3 separate regions of the Mus musculus genome follow, and regions 2 and 3 are each linked to region 1. Evidence: chromatin contacts called from public promoter capture Hi-C data. All regions are on one chromosome and are shown on one strand. The core of a region is the stretch at or near the end of the contact, and the rest is flanking DNA. Distances in the headings are between cores, read along the strand shown. Region 1 holds the start of Abcg1 (ATP binding cassette subfamily G member 1). Region 2 holds the start of Fgd2 (FYVE, RhoGEF and PH domain containing 2). Region 3 holds the start of Cmtr1 (cap methyltransferase 1).

Region 1 (3,660 bases), core at 556-3,055:
ATTATGAGATTGGTAACTTCATAGCAGGGGTCTGGGCTGTATCAAACCATAATGTTGTATGGAAACCTATATCCTACAGCAGTTCGGTTCGTTTATCTACATGTTCAAACCAGTTCTGTGCAGAGAGAACCCATCAAACTTCCTCTCTTTGCAAAGATCGTCAATTATCATAATTTTCTGTTGCTAGTAATAATCTTCACATTGATAGATACGTGCACAAGGGCCAATTTTTCAGTGTTAACCAAGCCTCCAGGTAGAGTCAACTAGATAAAGGTGCAGACTGGAATACCCGAGGAGAAGCGATTCCTGTTTTCATTGACTCTGGCGAGTCTGAAATGGAGCACAGCCCAAGGATGGGGAGCAGCTTAGAAGGGTCTTCCTTCCCGCCTCACCCCACCCCCTGCTAACCACCACCATCACCACAGTGCATCTTTGCTCCATTCTATCGGTTTACACAAAATCATTACATAATGAGTCGGCGGGCAGGGCTCGAGACGAGTTCTACAGTAACCTGTTTGGAATCACAGGATGCGGTTGTCAGAGCAGAGCATGCGCACAAAGCCGAGTGCTTTTTTTTTTTTTCCTCTAGAGCGCAAGGCAAGAGGTAACTGTCGGTCAAATCCTGGGGAGCCTTGCTGACTTCAAATACAGGATGCTAAAAATGAAATAAAGGGGAGGGACTGTGAGATGTGGGCTTCTAGCGTATTGGGAAGGAACAGGCAGGCTAGTAACAGAAAGAAAGGCACGATTCGGGTGGGAAAACGGAGGGCTTGCTGTTTATACTCCACCACAGTCTGAAGTCAGCTTAAGAGGTTATTAACCGCAATGTCCGCTTGTTAGACAGAGCCGGTAGGGCCAAGGGTGAGACCAGACAGATGGTGGGCTGGTTTTTGTTGTTGTATGTTAGCTTTCTCCTGGAGCATTGAGTGACCGTGGAAGAGGAGACGCTTGCCCACCTCTGAGAAACAATACTTGTCTAGCAATTCTGTAGCACCCAGGTTTTGTCCTAACACTGGTATCTGGGGGGATGGGGGCGTGTAAATGCCCACACCCTACCCTCACCCTGGCAGGGATCTGAGCTCGTCCTCCTCTGTCTCCCCTGGGACTTCGCTGCCTCCTCCAAGAGTAGCTGTCTCTGGGGAGCGCAGGAGAGCAGGCTCCGTTTCGTGGGGCGCAGTTTCTCTTTTTGTGTCCCCCCCCCCCCACTGTGCCCAGGACTCCAGAGGGTGGCGCAAGAAGTCCCCCGCCGTCTGCCCGCTCCACAGAGCTCCTCAGAGAGATCTGACCCTCCCCTCCCTCGGGCTGAGCCTGCAGTCCCTCCCCAGTGCGCTTCCACATCTCCAGCCCCTCACCCAGGAGGCGGACAAGTCAAGGCCATCTACCTGTCCACTTGTGGGGTTGCTCGCTACCCGCGCCCCACTCCACCTTCTGGATGCCCTAAGCCAGTACAGGAGCATCTCAAAGCTCCAGGTGGCCAGGGCGGAGTCGAGCAGCGCCGGGCACCTCTCCAGAGCACCCCAGGTCAGCGCCCGGAGGATGCGCTCATAGGCGGCTGGTGTGAGGACCAGCCAGCCTGGCTTTGAGCTTCCTGTTTCCTTAGAAGATAAAAGCCAGCCCGGAGTGCGAAGGATGTGCGACTCACCATGGCGGTGCCGACCGAGAAAGCGGCCATCAGACAGGCCATGCCCCGGGGGCGGCGGCGGCAGCGGCAGTGGAGACAAGTCTGCGGGCGGCGGGGACGAGGTTGCAGGAACGAGGCTGCGCTTGCTCCTGCTCCTCCGCGGCGCTCTGCGCGGGTTCCGACTGCGCCCCGGCCCCGCCCCTGCCCACGATTGGGCCGGGCGGAGGGGGCGGGGCGCCGACAGGTGCGCGTGCTCTTGTTTTGCTCCTGTTGCGGAGCGGCTGGAGGATGCTCTGGACCCGAAGCTGTCTGCTAGGCCTCTCCCAACCGCCTGGGCCTGGGAAGCCCACTTCAGGGACCCTGCAGGAGCTGGGCCAGCTCAACCCTAGACGAACCAGTGGGGGCGCCCTACAAACCACGGGGTCCTTGTTTCGGAAACCTCCCGAGGTAGCTTGAGATCAATGGGATAGGGAAGAAGGCAGGTGGCTCCTTTGTTCTGCCTTTGTTATGCATGCCTTCCAGGTAGAAGCCCCAGGGACAAACGTAGAAAACAGCCCCAGGGCTTTTCCCTTAGCGCTAGTGTGCGGTGACCCTAAATTGAGGCAGCATGGGCGTTCATACAGATAGCTCCTAGGTCTCCATCAGCACCACTCCATCCCCAAATAAGCCACAGGGGTGTTTCCAGTGTCTTACACAGCCACGTTCTTGTACCCTACTGAAACCCCTGTGATTTGTAAATGGGACGTTGCGTGGTAACCGTGGTGAAAATCTTTAATCCCAACCTCAGATCCTAAACTAAGTCTTCTGTTGAAATGATTCTCTGTCACCCCCAGCACAGTAGAGCCACCCGCTCCAACACTTGGGTGTGCTGGGGTACTTTCTGCTCTCCTAGAAAGGGGCAGGCAAGTGGTTGTCACATCCTCAGATCCTTGACCTCAGCTAAGCTTCTCCCTAGCATCACAGAAAGAAAAGTGGGTGTGGCTGAGTTTGGAGGGAAGAGGGTGGGCTTCTAATACCGGAGGGACCGATGGCCCTATCTGGTATCAAGAAGGCTGACAAAGCCAGGGCATTCTAGAAGGTTATGAGTACAAACCTCCTTGTGAGACTATGCTGGGGCCTAGCAAACACAGAAGTGGATGCTCACAGTCAGCTAATGGATGGATCACAGGGCTCCCAATGGAGGAGCTAGAGAAAGTACCCAAGGAGCTAAAGGGATCTGCAACCCTATAGGTGGAACAACATTATGAACTAACCAGTACCCCGGAGCTCTTGACTCTAGCTGCATATGTATCAAAAGATGGCCTAGTCGGCCATCACTGGAAAGAGAGGCCCATTGGACACGCAAACTTTATATGCCCCAGTACAGGGGAACACCATGGCCAAAAAGGGGGAGTGGGTGGGTAAGGGAGTGGGGGTGGGTGGGTATGGGGGACTTTTGGTATAGCATTGGAAATGTAAATGAGCTAAATACCTAATAAAAAATGGAAAAAAAAAGGATAGAAAAAAAATAAAAATAAAATTCAGATTAAAAAAAAAAAGAGTACAAACCTCCCAGGGAGTGAGAAAGGTTTCTGGGGCCTGGGCTACTGTCTGCCCTGGTGCCCAACCATGCTGTAAAGCAGCAAGAATGGACAAGGGGAGACACTGAATAATGTGACCAGGACACAGGCCATGGTATCAGCATGCCTGGTTTTGCAGATATCTACCCTCTGTCTGTTCTCCCTACTTTCAGAATTTTCTTCTGGCATTTCTCTCTTTCTCAAGCCCCTTCTACTCAACCCCATCCCCACCCCTTCCCCCATTTCCACGCCCCCTTTGATTCACATTCCTTTGATGAACCTTTAATTCAAAAGTAGGCCAATGAGCTTCCAGCCCCCAGCAGCCTCCATGCAGCCTGTGTACTGGAGCTTCAGATGGGAGGCAGGGCTTTCTGGGTTCCTGAGAATGCACAGGGCTCAGACAGAGACAGCCATGTGTGGGGTTCTCACTGGTGTGGCTTGGGCCACTGAAAGGGTTCCCACTCATATATGTGTCCATGG
Region 2 (3,660 bases), core at 544-3,043, 1.7 Mb after region 1:
GCTAAGCTGTCTTTCCTCTTGATGTCAAGGACAGAGAGACCCAGAGAGCTGAGGTGATTGTCCTGGTCACAGGGCCTGGTGTAGGAAGAAGGACCGAGGTGGCCCATTCCAGACATAGAAAATGGAGTTCCTTGGCCTCAGGGCCTGCAGCCAGGGAGAGGGGGTTGGGTGAGAGGGTGCTGAGTCTCAGGTTTTTCTCCTGTACATTTGGTTTCAGCTTCTGCATTTCTAAGCACTCAGGCCTGTGCCTGTTTCCTCTCTAGCCCTCAGTTTCAGATCAGCTAGGCACCAAGGGCTCCACAGAGAGACGCCTGCATGGTCCCCTTGCTCAGAGCCTGACTCTCACACTCCTGACCACGCTTCTAGTGACCCACTCCTCTGTATGGCTACTCTACCTGCAAGGTGCAGCCAGACACCACTCAGTAGCCCAAGGGCTGGCATCTACATGAGCCTACGCCCCCTCCAGCATGAGTGTGGTGGGCCAAGAGGGCGGTGGGAATGAGCTGTCCCAGGTGCTGAATAGGATGCACTCAGCCAAGCTCCTGGAGAGGCAGAGTCAGGCTGCTCACCCAGGAAGTGAAACTTCTGCAGGGGTGAATGTGGGCTTCCACGTGGAGGCCCCAGGCACCTCCTGTGCATGGCCTGCAGGCCCACAACACAGCGTGGAGGCCTTCCCAGGGCATCTAAAGCCTGTGGCCTGGTGTCTCAGAAGGACGGAACTTTGTATCACAAGTAGAAATCTACCCCTGCATCCTCCACAGAACTCTAGGCACTAAGCTTTGTTCTTGTGGCTCCCGAGGGCTGGGGACTCTGGTGGCAGACTCCTTATCTTCATGTAAGAGTGCTGCTTTACCCAGCATCTAGCTGCTGAAGGCATGGGGACTCACTGTGGTGTACCCGGGTTCTGGAACCCTCTACAACAATCCAGGGCTCAGCCCCTCCCTCCACCTGCCCCTCCTCCCCTCGTCTCTCAGGTCCCCACAGCTTCCCCCTAAGCCTCCTGAGGCCAACCTCTATCTGCTTCCAGAGGACCAAAGGCACTCCCAAACCACAGGCCTGCAAAGCGGTTTCATGTCTCACACTCACGCCCCTCCAAGGCCACTCAGGACCCCTCCCACTCCTGGCTTTGTCTTTTCCCTTCAGACACAAGTGCCAGCACAGCCCCAAAATTCAAAGAAGCTAGTTCCTGTGTCCCCTCTTCTGTTCTCCCTATGATGGGAACCAAACAAGTCACACCCTAGGGCCATCAGAGTAAGCCCTGAGGTATAGAAAGGAACTTAGGAGAGAGGCCTGGTGAGCATGGCTCTGCTTTGTCCCAGTCAGCCACATTCCATCTGTGTCCCGCCTTCCTGTTCCCATTTGTGTCCTGGTGTGAGTGGGATGTGTGTGTGCATGGATTGGAGATCTCCCATGCTCACCCTGTCCAGCTTACTACCACAAGAGCAGTGGTTGCCTGTACTGCCAGGCACCCAGGATGGAGGGACCCCAGGTGCTGCCCCAAAGTACCAGATCAGATAGAAGGGCTCGACCCCTCCCCCACCATCTGTACCTGTTGTTCTCAAACACAGCCACCAGGTTGCACACTGAGTCCTGCTTCTCACAGGCTCGCTCCATCCTGCTAGCCTGCAAGGTGGTCCTCAGTTACCCCAGAAGCAGGGAGGGAGGCAATAGGCTGGTGCCCTCAGCACTCCCTGGCCAGCGGGTGAAGCAGGTCTACCACAGCCTGGAATCTGCCCATCGCTTCTGACTGCCTTGGGGCAGTTCCTATCTTCAGAGTGAAAAAAGAGGAAGTGGTCCCAGTAGCTTGGAAGAGAGGCCAGCACTCCCTACTGTGGGAGGAGCCTGTCAAACTCTCCTTGCTGTGGGAGGAGCCTGTGAAGTACTGCCCGGCCCTCTTGGCATCTGACCTTTACCTCTCAGATACTTCTACCCAGTCCTGTTAGAGAAGGCACGGGCTGTGGCAACAGTGGTCACAGGACGTTTCTGGAGCCGGATCCTGGGATGAGCAGCTTCCTGGATATCCAATTCTCTGCATGGGGGGAAAGGGGACGGCTCAGGGATGTTTTACTTAGTACCATTCTCAGCATCTTCCTTGCATCTGGCGCTGTGCACTGCTGATGGAAAAACAGCTTTTAAATTAAAATGGACCACAGGGTTGGGGATGTAGCTCAGCTGATAGAGAATGCTTGCTTGGCATGCGGGAAGCCCAGGGCTTTATCCTCAGCACTGTAGAACTGGGTATCATGGCACATGCCCATGGCACCCACTTGAGAGGAGAAGTCCAAGTTCTTCCTTGACAACGTAATGAGTATAAGACCAGATTCGGCTACGTGAGACCTGTCTCAAAAAAAAAAATGGGGTCGGATGGGGTGGGCTTTGAGATGGTTCAGGGGTAAGAGTACTTGTAGCCAAGCCTGGCAGCTTGAGTCTAACCCTGGAGCCCCACATGGTGGAAAAAAAATAGACTTTTCCTTTCTTTTTATTTACTTTTATTTTTTATGTGTATGAGTGTTTGGCCTGTGTGAGTCTATTATACCACATTCGTGCCTGGTACCCACAATGGTCAGAAGAGGGTGTTGTGGGAATGGGACCTAGGTCCTTTCTAAGTTCTCTTAACCTCTGAACCAATTCTCCACCCAAAATGCAGACTCTTTCAGGTTGCCTCTGGGCTCCAACCCACACACACTGTATCTCTTGTACTCCTACCCTAAAAAAAACATCTAAAGCTGAACTGGTGGTGGCACACACCTTTAGTCCCAGCACTCGGGAGGCAGAGGCAGGCAGATCTCTGAGTTTGATGCCCACTTGGTCTACAGAGTAACTTTTTTTTTTTTTTTCAAGACAGGGTTTCTCTGTAGCCCTGACTGCTCTGGAACTCACTTTGTAGACCAGGCTGGCCTCGAACTCAGAAATCCACCTGTCTCTGCCTCCCAAGTGCTGGGATTAAAGGCGAGCGCCACCACGCCCAGCTCCAGAGTAACTTTTAAGACAGCTGGGGCTACACAGAGAAACCCTGTCCGGAAAAAAAAAAAAAAAGAAAAATAGGGCAAACAAAACAAAAAACCCCACAGACTGTGAGGATATGCAGGAAGGGGTCCTGTGGTCCCCAACACCTCTTTGGATGCTTTTGTCTTAATGATGTTGATATTTCTCTAGTGGCCCGGGTTGGAGAGCCCCTATGGGTTAGAGCTAACAAGTCTCCTCTCTTTCACTCCCATAGCTGTGTTACACAGTGTGCTCCCTTATCAGAAATGGAGGCCAATGGAAGTCAAGACACCTGACTGAGGTCACCCAGGAAGAACAGGGGAAGAACTGCCATTTCTGAAGCCCAGGTAAGTGTCCTATGACTCCAGCAAAGACCCAGGGAACCTGGAGGGTGACCTCCATGCACTCCATCCTCAGGGTCCCCTGATCACAGCACCCTAGGGAAATCTGCCTCTTGGTCACTCAGGGTTTCTAGAACACGTGACCAGCGCCTCTGCTCTGCTCATTCAAGCTGGAAAGCCATTCATTCATTGCTCTCCCATGGATCCTGAGCCAGGACCCTCCACTGAAGCTAGTCTTTGTCCTCGGATCAAGTGTGAGCCATCCTGGAGCCCAAAGTGCCTGGCAGAGTTTCTGCTGTGGTAGCTGTGAGCCTGGAGCCTCCTGCCCAGCAAC
Region 3 (3,660 bases), core at 462-2,961, 1.4 Mb after region 1:
GAAGAACAGAAAGCTTCCCTCGATGGCCAGGAGCTGGTTTATGAGAAGCATAAAGTTTAAAAAAAGAAAAAAAAAAAAAAAAAAAAAAAAAGGACGAGGAGCTGGAGACATGTGTATGTCTTAAATTCAATTCCCAGCACCCACACCAGACAACTCGCAACTGCCTAGAACTCTAGCTCCAGGGAAACAGACACCTCTGGCCTATGCAGGTACCCACATGCCTATTTAAAACAGTCGAAAAAAATCTTTAAAAAAAAAAAAAAGAATTACAGGCCGGGCGTGGTTGTGCACACCTCTAATTCCAGCACTTGGGAGGCAGAGGCAGGCGAATTTCTGAGTTGGAGGCCAGCCTGGTCTACAGAGTTCCAGGACAGCCAGGGCTACACAGAGAAACCCTGTCTCAAAAAGTCAAAAAAAAATTACAAAATCTTCAGGAAAAGTAGTGTATTCAAAGAACTCAGAAAAGAGAAAAGACTTAAAAGTTGGAGGTACACTGGTATCTTTGGGGAACAGGGACGCTGGGATACAAGAACAGACTTCTCTGGCGTTTGAGTCAGACATATAGTTTTAAGACCATGTGTTGTTTTGACTATGAACTGATACTCAATATTGTCTATGAAAATCAGAGCCAGTTCAACTTATTTCAAAATATTTGCTGGGGTGGAGGGAGAATGAGCATCAGCAGTCGAGGTAAGAAAGTAATGGAATTTGAAGGGATATAGCAATCCCTCCCCTTGAAACCTAGCAAAAGGTTTCCGTATTTCCAGCCCGAGGATGAACCTGTGGACCCAATGTACGATCATCCCAATCTCAGGTGGCAATTTCCTAAGTGACAGTAGCAGTGCCTATTAGAGGAAAGCAGGAAAGCCAGGCGACTGAGCCAACAGAAAGCCAGGCCCGAGGAGCCACATTTTTACTTGACATCACAGATAGGTGAGCCTACTGGAAAGCTCATCGCTGAGGCTTCACAGCACATAAAATGGGTCTCATTTAACTCTTAAGTCGTCCCGGTGGGTGTGGGTGAAGCGGGGGTGGGGGGTGCCACTGGGAACTCAGTGTGGTCTGCGATGGGGCAAGTGAGAGAACAGGAAACAGCTTTGTAGAAGGGCAAGGCGGCAGATACGAACGTCCCCCTCCACCACAGCACCTTCGACTGGGGCCTCGCAGGGAATCCAAGCCAATCCTCTCATTTCCTCGGCCAGGGGAAGGCCAAAGGGCTATCGAGTGACCTACAATGGCAGACGCGCTGTGACCAGGCACTTCTAAGCGCTGCTAACCCCCGTATGCAGAGGGGAAAGAAGGGAACGCCATCTCCCCGACGGAGCTTCTCCTTTGGAAACGTCAGGTGTGATACTGTGTGCGCGGCGACCAGCAGCAGCGGCAACCTCGGCTCCGAGAGGTTGCTGGGGACAAGACAGGGGGCAGGAGCAGAGAGAGGCTACCCGAAAGCGGGCAAAGCGGCCGCCGCAGGGGAAGGATGCTGTGCCCGTGCGCCCGCCCGCTCGCACCCCCGGGGCCGCGCGCCTGCACTCACGCTGAGGGGATGGGGCGAGTAGCCGGCGAGCGGAGACGAGGGACCAGGCCGCCACTGTCGCCGCCCAGGCTGGCCCTGCAACCTCCTCCTCCCTCACTTTCGTTTTCCTCGCAGGGCCGGCTAGCTGCGCGGTCGCGCTCGGAACCCGCCCCGCGGGCGGCGCCGCTTGATAACGTCACGAGCCCGCCAGCCCCGCCCCCGCTGGGCTCAGGCTTGGCCCTGGGGAACTGCCCAGGTCGCACAGCGCGCAGGACCCGAGGCGCCTGCGCGGAAGGGGGACCGCGAAAGAATGGGGGGGCAGAGAAAAGCCACTAGGAAAATAACCCTTGTCTACTCTCGCCCTAAAGAAGGGAAATCAATACTTCACCTCAGTTTATTCATCTTGTTATGGATTACCTGAAGAAGGAAAACTCCCAAGATGTCTTAATAAATCATGTGGAGTCTTTATTATTTATTACCACCGGTGGGGCTGTCTCAGGCAGAGGAGCGGGAAGCACCCTCGGACCTCCAGTTTGTTCGACATTTTAAAGACAAGGACTGCAACTGTGATGTATACAGAAAGGCAGCTCCAAACATGTGCAACAAGCAAACATTGCTTTTTTTTTCTTTTCAGAAGCAGAGTGATAACAATTAAATGGTCAGGCAGTTAACCTTTAGGTCAGAATCACAATCACATGGTATAGAAATTTATGGCTGATCAAGAGACCAGTTTAGCATAAGATTTAATGACTGGTCGAAGTGACCGGAGACGAATTTTTGCCCAAAATAGTTTTAGCAATGAAAGTATTCTTAGGAGCTAGGTGGTAGTGTCGAACACCTTTAATGCCAGCACTCAGAAAGCAGAGACAGGCATATCTCTGTGAGTTCGAAGCCAGCCTAGTCTACATAGCTACTTCCAGGACAGCCAGGGATATATTGTAAGACCCTGACTTGGAAAGTGGGAAAAAAAAATCCTAGAAAGTGTTTCACAACATGGCGTAACTAGTTTGGTAGCTTACTACAGTATCGTCATTATATAGATTTAAGAATACAGTCAGAGGAGCCGGGCGTGGTGGCACACGCCTTTAATCCCAGCACTCGGGAGGCAGAGGCAGGCCTATTTCTGAGTTCGAGGCCAGCCTGGTCTACAAAGTGAGTTCCAGGACAGCCAGGGCTACACAGAGAAACCCTGTCTCGAAAAACAAAACAAACAACAACAACAACAAAAAAGAATACAGTCAGAGACACAAACTGGCCAAGGTCAAAGACCTGTTCCTGTTCCATAGGACATATTTAACATTGGACTAGGCATAGCTCAGTGTCAAGACTGTTCGTCCGGTACACACCAGATCCTAGATCTGATTCTCAATGCCTCAGACTAAAAGAAATAATGGCATCTGTGGCATTTGACCATATGCACTGAGATGGGCTGTAACTCTAACTCCTCTTCCCATTTTCAGACCAATATAACTTTGTTGGACATTCTCAGCTGCGTTTGTCTCTTAAACCCCGAGACTTCAAATGTCAACATATGTTCTCCCATAATGCTGCTTTTTTTAAAAAAAAAAAGGATTTTATTTTTATTTTATGTGTATGCGTGTCCTTCATGCACGTATGTATGTATGCCACATGCATATAGTACCCTTGTAAGCCAGAAGACAGCATCGGATCCCCTGGAACTTGAATTACAGATAGTTGTGGGTGCTGTGCTGAACCCAGGTCTGGAAGAGCGGTAAGTGCTCTTAACCCCTGAACCATCTCTGCAGCCCCTTTCCCAGGTGGCTGGCGCTATATGATTCAGTCTGTTTATTTGTCCAGAGATCTGATGAGTTTACCTTTTCTTCATTTCCCTGAAGCCAACAATGCACTTGAGACTTGAGTTCAAGTTTGCCTTCTACTTGTCAGGTAAACATCTCCTACCCTATCATACCTCATCCTCCCCCTCCCCTCCCCTCTCCCCCTTTCCAACCCTCCTTCTCCCTCTCTTACCCACCCCTAAAGCTTTTGCAGTAATCTCCAACTTATGATGCCTGTCTCCAAACACCTCTGTTTGAAGCTTTGTTTGTATTATCATGTGTGAGCCTATGGCAACCCATCAGTGACTCGACCCTGCCAGTGACTTCCCACTGCTCTTAGGATGACACCAA

Evidence for each region. Promoter capture Hi-C pulls out the DNA fragments that hold promoters and counts their contacts.
Region 2: a contact with region 1 is called in a promoter capture Hi-C map of liver, with 3 times the contacts expected there. The contact joins the promoter of Fgd2 here to the promoter of Abcg1 in region 1. A contact is called at or near these places in 2 of 39 promoter capture datasets (liver and pre-B cells).
Region 3: a promoter capture Hi-C map of hippocampal neurons shows a contact between it and region 1, with 6 times the contacts expected there. The contact joins the promoter of Cmtr1 here to the promoter of Abcg1 in region 1. A contact is called at or near these places in 3 of 39 promoter capture datasets (hippocampal neurons and liver).

The regions. Positions count from the first base shown.
Region 1 is chr17:31,055,839-31,059,498 of GRCm38.p6, reverse strand. Abcg1 (ATP binding cassette subfamily G member 1) reads right to left here and starts at 1,805. Exons shown (of 15, transcript NM_009593.2): 1 at 1,643-1,805. The coding sequence starts at 1,684.
Region 2 is chr17:29,359,047-29,362,706 of GRCm38.p6, reverse strand. Fgd2 (FYVE, RhoGEF and PH domain containing 2) reads right to left here and starts at 1,793. Exons shown (of 16, transcript NM_013710.4): 1 at 1,550-1,793. The coding sequence starts at 1,614.
Region 3 is chr17:29,658,646-29,662,305 of GRCm38.p6, reverse strand. Cmtr1 (cap methyltransferase 1) reads right to left here and starts at 1,711. Exons shown (of 24, transcript NM_028791.6): 1 at 1,535-1,711. The region is part of intron 7 of Gm28043 (predicted gene, 28043); the gene reads right to left.